Linked DNA regions of Capsicum annuum: region 1 is linked to region 2. Evidence: chromatin contacts called from public Hi-C data. All regions are on one chromosome and are shown on one strand. The core of a region is the stretch at or near the end of the contact, and the rest is flanking DNA. Distances in the headings are between cores, read along the strand shown. Region 1 overlaps LOC107867755 (pentatricopeptide repeat-containing protein At3g26540). Region 2 holds the start of LOC107867756 (pentatricopeptide repeat-containing protein At1g43980, mitochondrial).

The links. Hi-C and Micro-C count contacts between places; a contact is called where the count stands out from the background.
Region 1: a contact with region 2 is called in a Hi-C map of leaf, with 2.6 times the contacts expected there. The contact joins the enhancer-like site here to the promoter of LOC107867756 in region 2. A contact is called at or near these places in 2 of 5 Hi-C or Micro-C datasets (leaf and placenta).

Annotation. Positions count from the first base shown.
Region 1 is chr4:166,284,758-166,289,037 of UCD10Xv1.1, reverse strand. It overlaps LOC107867755 (pentatricopeptide repeat-containing protein At3g26540), which reads left to right. Exons shown (of 2, transcript XM_016714149.2): 2 at 526-1,160. Among protein-coding and RNA genes, the nearest start is that of LOC107867755, 5.9 kb to the left of the region's middle. Within about 2 kb of position 1,432, at least 1 of the 5 cell types and tissues checked has an H3K27ac peak or open chromatin away from gene starts, as enhancers often do. A contact at or near this core is called in leaf, where this site is marked.
Region 2 is chr4:166,053,728-166,057,806 of UCD10Xv1.1, reverse strand. It overlaps LOC107867756 (pentatricopeptide repeat-containing protein At1g43980, mitochondrial), which reads left to right and starts at 2,770. Exons shown (of 5, transcript XM_047410846.1): 1 at 2,770-4,079. The coding sequence starts at 2,929.

The sequences.
Region 1 (4,280 bases), core at 183-2,682, 230 kb before region 2:
CAAAAATTGCATTCATACTACTTTTCTTAATCTCAGAGTTAAAGCAGGTAATCTCTTTTGAAGTCTAGTTGAGTAACTTAGATAGCTTATAGTTATGTCCACAACACCTATGGAAAGAAATTGTTTTCAGCAGCTACGTGTTGCTAAATAACTGCTATTAGTTTTATTCTTTCGCCAGGCTTGTTTATTGGACCTGGATAACATGGATATATTTCTAAGAACAACTTTACAAGAGAATTTAAAGTTGGGTAAGGATCAACAACAACAACATACCCAGCCACAAAGTGGAGTCTGGGGAGGGTAAAGTGCACGCAGTCCACACCACTGCCTCAGATGAAGTAGAGTGTTGTTTCCGCTAGACCCCTGGCTCAGGACAGTTGGGTAAGGATATAAGAACAGAGTTTTGGAGTACTTCCAGCTTTACTGTGACATTAGCTTATTACCTACTCAGTAAGTCTTTCTTCACATGGCAGATGTAAACCAAGTTATCTTACTAGCTTAATCTTCTTTTCTCACCTCCAATAGGGTAACCGTCTGGACAGAAGCTGACTTTGACCAGTGAAGAAAGGAAATCTATTCAATCAAACAACAGATTTGAGGTCAATCCCCTGGAGAAAGTGGATCTAATATTCTGACAAGGTTGCTTCAGAGAAACTGCACATCAGGCTTTTCACTTGAGCATGGTAGAACTAGTCTAGTGTGATCATGGGCGAAGAGACTGGTTCTTAATTAAGATATGATGTAAGTTAAGTATGTGAAAGAGCCATTCTATGTGGATTGGACTCCAGTTGCTGCCATTGAGCCAGCTAACACGACTACCCAAGACAGATGGGTGAAAATATGATACTGGATTGGGTTGAGCTGACTACAGGAGGACCACATACAAGCTCATCGTAGTCCTGCAGGCTGCAAGAAGTAGAACAAGGCTGGCTGATCAGAGTAAGTCTAGTTCTAGGTCAATTCGGAAGGTAAACAATAGCAAATACAAGGGCATCCTGGAATTACAAATCTACTATAGGTGAAAGTGAAGATCTTAAAATTTTGTTTTGTTAATTTAAGCACTAGCCCGTTTATAATGAAACATTATACTTTGGATATTTCATAGTTTAGGACAGCCAAATTGGAAGACAAAGTTTGTTATCATACATATCTTTCTCATTTACGAGTTGTTAGCTATTACTGCAAAATTGATGAATAACAATTATCATTCAGAATTTCAACCTGAAAGACTCTCCTAACTGGCGTGACCCTACGAACTTTCCTGAGAGCATCCATCTCGAAATGCTAGAGGATCAGCCGATGATTGTAACGACATTTGATGTTCTCCGTCCCTACAGAGATGGCCATGCTGAACGTCTACCTAAATTTTATGATGAGATCAAGTTATTCACAGATGAAAAACCAAATACAGAAAAAATTGGCAAAATTGTGTACATTCTGTTGTGAGAAGAGGCTTGCAGCTGTCTATGACAAAATTTACCTTGTTCTTGTATGATGTGCTTCTGCCGATGAATTTGGGTGGGAGACCGTATAAAAGTGGCAACTCGACTTGCAGATCTCTTGGCATGGTTGCATGAAATCTGATGTTTACATGTATTGCCCTTCTACTGCTGGATCTGATAACCAAAAAGGAGTATGTGTTGATTTTATGTTTCAATAAATTTTGAAACAAATACATCGGTTAAAGATTTTTAAGAGTTATGTTTCAATTAGTTTTGAAACAAATGCATCACTTAAAGTTTTGAGTTACAAAGGAAATGAATTTGACAAATTCATTATTCATAAGTTTTGAGTTACAAAGGAAATGTATTTGACAAATTCATTATTCATTAAGTTTTACGTTATAGGTTCTTGAAAGAATGACATTTTTTGTTTTAAAACATACATGAACCTATTAACTATTACTTAATTAATATACTTCTCATGCATGAAACTTTCATCCTATAAATATTATTTTCTTTAGTTTGAAAAGTCAAGCTCTCAAAACTACTTTCCCCTTGAAAAACACTTGAGAGACATTGATCAAATGGTGAAATCACCAATTCAAGAATAGAAGAGCAACATTCTTGAATGCTACTTATTTTGTGGCTTAGTTGAATCCCGAAGATAGAGTTGTCACTTCACTTGTTCTTCCGTTTGCTCGTGGGAGAGACTCCAACTATCTTCGAGAAGCGTATTATCGTGCCTCTAAGCCAAGCAAGTTTTATTTTGAATTTCTTGTACAATTATCATTATTGTTCTAACAATTTGAAGATAGTTGTCTCTATGGCTTCTACATCAATATCAAATAGTATTCTATTTTTGCCTAATCCTAATTTTGAAATATTTGATGGCAAAGACTTTCCTAGATGGCTTGGAAAGATAGAATTCTTTTTAAGACGATTAAAGTTAGCATATGTTCTTGAAGAACCTTGTCCTAATGCTCCTGGTTCTGAGGTAGCATCTGACGAGGCTACTTTGATTAAAGAACAAATTGCCAAATGGCAATGTGATGATTATTTGTGCAAGAATAATATTCTTGAAGGAATGTCCAACAAATATAATGATCAATATTATGTTAAATGGAAATATGCTAAAGAGATATGGGACACTCATCAAGCTATTTATTTAGCAGAAGAGGCGAGTTCTAAGAAATTTCTCGTTTCAAATCATATGGAGTTCAAAATGGTTGATGACAAGTCAATCACTGAACAAGTACAAGAATTCCAACTTACATCTAATAAAATTGTTATATCTGAAATTGCTTTTGATGAAAATTTTCATGTTGGTGCTATTGTATCAAAACTTCCTCCATCTTGAAAAAAGTACCGAAGCAAATTCTTATACAAAAAGAAAGATTTGACTCTTGAATAATTGTTGCAACACTTGCAAATTGAACAAGAGACATGATGGCGCGATAATAATAGTTTGAAGGAACCTGTCATGAAAGCTCATATGGTTGAAGAAAAATCAAACAAGAAGGAACCAGAAAATAAGAATTTTTCAAAGGCAAAGAAGACTACAAATTTCAAGCGTAATGGTGACAATTTTAAATCTGATAAATGCTATCATTGTCACAAAGTTGGTCACTATGCGCGTGATTGTAGAATTCTCAAAACCGAAAAGAAGAAAGAAAAAAATAAATAAAAATAAAAAAGTTGATCTTGTGGCAATGGTCATAGAAACATTTGTAGCGAAAGATCAAGTGGAATGGTGGATAGATATCGGCGCAACTCGTCACATATCAGGTAACCGAAATTCTTTCAAGACTTATGAATTAGTGGGGGACGGTAAAATTGTATATATGGGAAACTCCTCCTCTACTAAAGTTGTGGGAAAAGGAACTGTGGAATTGAAGCTTACTTCCGAAAAGATAGTTACATTAATGAACATATTGCATGTTCCTGATATTCGAAAGAACTTGGTGTCAGGTACGCTTCTTTCGAAGCATGGTTTTAAAATGGTTTTTGAGGCAGATAAGTTTATTTTATCTAAAAATGACATGTTTGTTGGAAAAGGTTATGTTGCAAATGGAATGTTTAAACTCAATATTGAAAATAAAAATATTTCTGCTTATCTTGTGGAGTCTCTGGACTTATGGCATGAACGTATGGGACATGTGAATTTTAGATCCATTCAACTTATGGTGAATAGTGAATTAATCAAAGATTGTGGAAAGAATCATACTACTAAGTGTCTTACTTGTAGTAAATGCAAGATTACGAAGAAGCCCTTTAAGACAGTTGAAAGGACTTCCACACTTTTGTAATTAATTCACACTGATATTTGTGAGATGAATTATTGGTCACGTCATGGAAAGAGGTATTTTATTGCTTTTATTGATGACTACTCAAGATATACTTATGTCTTTTCATTGAAAATAAAAGATGAAACATTTGAGACTTTCAAAACATATAAAGCAGAAGTTGAAAATAAATTGAGTGTGAAAATTAAGTCAATTAGGTCTGACAAAGGTGGAGAGTACTTAAAAGTCAAATTTTATTGATTTTTGTGAGAGAGTAGGCATTAAAAAATAATTGACCATGTCCTATACAGCACAACAAAATGGTGTAGCAGAAAGAAAAAATAAGACTTTCATAGAAATGGTTAATTCTATGCTTTATGGATCTGGTATATCTGAAAATTTGTGGACTGAAGCCTTGCTTTCAGCATATCATATTTTGAATAGAATTACTTCCAGAAATCATGATGCATCTCCATATGAACTTTGAAATAATCGAAAACCAAACATAAATTATTTTAAAGTATGGGGTTGCTTGGCTTATGTTCGATTATCAAAT
Region 2 (4,079 bases), core at 1,521-4,020:
TATATATATATATTCAATAATCAACTTCTCATGGAAAATCTTAAAATCATGACTCTTATCATCTATCTCCTGGAAATCGTCAATTCATAGTTGCAATATACAATTCATAGCATAAATTCTCAATTTAAGAAATAAAACAGCGAAATAGTCATGTATAGCAATCTTGAATAGCTCGGTTCTCATAAATCAATGATAAAGTAATTTGGATATAATCCTGCTTGTAAAATCATGAAATTTCAATAGTAAAAATCAATTCTTTGGGCATAAGAATGAAAGGATATTCTTGTTCAAGCCCCACATACCTTGATTATAATTTTGGAGATGAAGAAACTTGATATAAACTTCTTTCTCGCACCCTTGAGCTAAATTTCTTGATGCCTTTGACTCGGAGAACTCGATTCTTAAACAACTCAGTAAAATATATGGAAGATTTCTTAAATTTCTTAGAGAAGATTTGGATTTGAAAATGAAAGAGAGAAACCCTAGCCTTTTTTTGGATGGAATGGAAGAGGAAAATGAGGATTTTCTCCTCTATTTGTATATATATAGTGGGTAAGGACGGGTGGAAAGACCAAAATACCCTTGAGCAAATTCTACAACTGGATCCCGATTTTTGGTCCTGGCGCGACGCACCACAATCGCGGACCTTTACTAGATTTTGACAATTGGGAAATTGCACAGTGGAACGACGCGGTGAAGTTACTTTTGAAACCTTGGTCGTGACCTGGAAAGGCACTGCGACGCGAAGGAATCGCGTTGGTGCACTGGAATTTGACAACCCTGAAATTGAGCCTTGGCGCGATGTGGTGAAATCGCAAAGGCTCACTGGAAAATGACAATTGCCATTTTGGCTGGCTCCGCGACGCGCTGAAGTGCCAGTTGGCACACTGTCTCACTAAAATGGCTCTAACTCCTCACCCGAGTGTCAGATTTGGGCGAATTTGGTATCGATGGAAAGCTTATTCAATTCTCCACATGATAAAAAGTAGAAATTAGGGAAATACAACATGATTTAAATATCAACCACTTTGGAAGTCCCCTATATTTACTCGGGAGACGAATTTAGGTTTAAGGAACGATCGGGGTATTACATAGCGATAGGAAGGTATTCTCATTGTGTTGCGGTGTTACTTTGGTCAGCGAAGAGTTCCTATTTACATTGTGGAAAGCATGAGTTACTTTTAAATAATAAAATAAAATAAGAAAAATATGAAAAAAAAAAAAATAATGCCAATTCTAAATCATTGTGGAGTGCCACATGGCGGGCTTTGTCCCGTATATATATATATATATATATATGGTCAAACACTTTTTTGTGTACATGGTCAAACACCCACTTAATTTAATTTTATTTTGGTTTCCCATTCGGTGTTCGGTACCCACATTGGAGTCCGACTAATTCGAATTCGCGCCACGTAAGGCCCCATTCGGGGGAAAGCGCTCCCTACCAAGGATTTTTTCCATATCCAGGGCTCAAACCCAAAACCTCTAGTTAAGGGAGGAGCAGTCCTATCGCTGCACCAAATCCTTTGGTGGTCACCCACTTAATATTTATCACAACTTTGGGAGATTTTCATATTTATGAGAAATACAACTTAAGAAAAATTCAATTTACATTTTAAAATAAAACTTTCATATATGTAGTAGTCGTTTGGTTATGGAAATTAAAAAAATTGGAGTTGGAGTTGAAGTTATTATCGTTGGCTATGAATATAAATTGGAGTTGTTTTTAAATTTTTGTAAAAGGAGTGGAGTGAAAAAAATAGTAAAAAAATTTCATATGCAACTTCAAGTTGTATTTGAAATTTTTATGTCCAAACACCAACTTAGGGGCGTTTGGTGTGATGAGGCATAAATGATTATTTTATCCTATATTTGATTAGAGGTGTGTGTTAGTACCAGAATTATCTATTTCATCAATTATACTATAGTGATATAATAAATTATTTATCATGTATAATTAATTGTGAAATTAATTATCTTGGATAACTCTTTCCCTGCCAACCAGACCGTTAGAGTGTGTTTGAAATAAAATAAAAGAAAATTTCTATAAAAGGGAAAAAATTTCGATGGACAAAAGCGCACGTAGCATATGATGATTTTATAGTTGTATGTAGGGCTGAGCATAAAATATCAAATTGAATTACTGAATCGAATAGAAAAAATTGGTAATTGGTAATTGGTATTTGGTATTTGGTAATTTGGTATTTGGTAAGAAATTTTTGAGTAAAAATTTTAATATTTCGATATTCATGATTGGATTTGGTACAAAATATTAATATCGTTTGATATTCCGTATTTACCGTATATTAAATTATTATTATATATATATATATATATATATATATATATGTGTGTGTGTGTGTGTGTGTGTGTGTGTATGTATGTATACACTCGCGCGATATGTGTAACTAACCCAATAAATTATAGTATTAGTCATTCCAAAGAATCTCTTGAACCTCAATAATGTATTCATAAAAAGCATAAAAAAATATTAAATAAGATTTCTATTAAATATACTTTTTCTGAAGTGTAAACATAGCTTGCATATATACATATGTCTAACAAACCTATAGACAATAATATTAATCATTTCAAAGAATCTTTTGGACGTTGATAATTTTATTAAATATATTTTCTGAAGTTTAAACATAGTTTGCAAAACTCCAACTTTAATATGGCATTATCAAATATCATATCAATCAAAATTTAATTGATCAATTATCGAACCATATTTTAAAATATGATATGTAATCTGAAATACCCATTACTAAATTATTGAATTCCAACTTCAAAAATACGGAAGCAATACCGGCACCCACCTGGGCCGTTACACTACCAAGTAACGGCTTACTAAATATTCAAATCTACAGTGAACGGGATTTCTGGGCATTGTCATTTTTGCATTAGCTTTTTCTACTTGTTTGTATGTACCAATTTGTACAAAGAGTTTACAGATACCACACACATTCACTTTCGTTTTATTCTCGCCTCATAACCCAGTCCCTCTCATTCACTTCTCTGCAAATACTTCATGGGAAATTGATAAAACTTGGTTTCAACAAGAATACTTTTCTGGGTAATTGTTGTCTTGATATGTACAGCAAAGTTGGAGAAAAAGTTGATGCTTTAAAAGTGTTTGATGAAACACCCATCAAGAATGTTGTGTCATGGAACATGTGTTTGAAAGTCTTCGTGAAATTTGGTGATGTGGAAAATGCACGTCAATTGTTTGATGAAATGCCTGAGAGAGATGTTGTGAGTTGGAATTCGATGATTTCGGGGTATGCTTCAGATGGGTTGTTTGAGAATGCTTTGGGTGTTTTCTTGGAAATGCAAAAGTATGGTATTAGGCCTAGTGGATATACTTTCTCGATATTGATTTCGTATGTAGAGTTTGCTTTCCATGGCAAGGAAATACATGGAAACATGCTGAGGAATGGTGTGGATTTGGGTAATGTGGTGGTTGGGAATACGCTGATTGATTTTTATGGAAAGCTTGGGTTATTGGACTATGCTACTGGTGTATTTTTAGCGATGGAGACGGTGGATGTTATTTCATGGAACTCGTTGATTTCGAGCTGTTGTAAATCAGGGTATGAAGATACAGCTCTGTCTAATTTCTCTTTGATGAGAGCTTGTGAATATTCACCGGATGAGTTCACTATGTCATCAGTGCTTATTGGCTGTTCTAACTTGTGCAGTTTGGAGAAGGGCAAGCAAATCTTATGTCTTTGCATAAAGATGGGGGTTTTGTGCAACACGATTGTTTCAAGTGCAGCAATTGACTTGTTTTCTAACTGCCACAGAATTGAGGATTCAGCTCGCTTATTCAGGGATTCAGATATTTGGGATACAGCTCTGTGCAATTCGATGATTTCGAGCTATGCACAGAACAGTTTAGAAGAAGGCGCCTTACGTTTATTCGTCCTAACTTTGAGGGAGAATGTTAGACCTACTGAGTTTACACTCAGCTGCATTCTTAGCTGTTCCACAACCTTCCCTGTGGACCTGGGGATTCAAGCCCATTCTTTGGTAATCAAGTTGGGGTTTGTATCAGATCCTGTTGTTTCCACTTC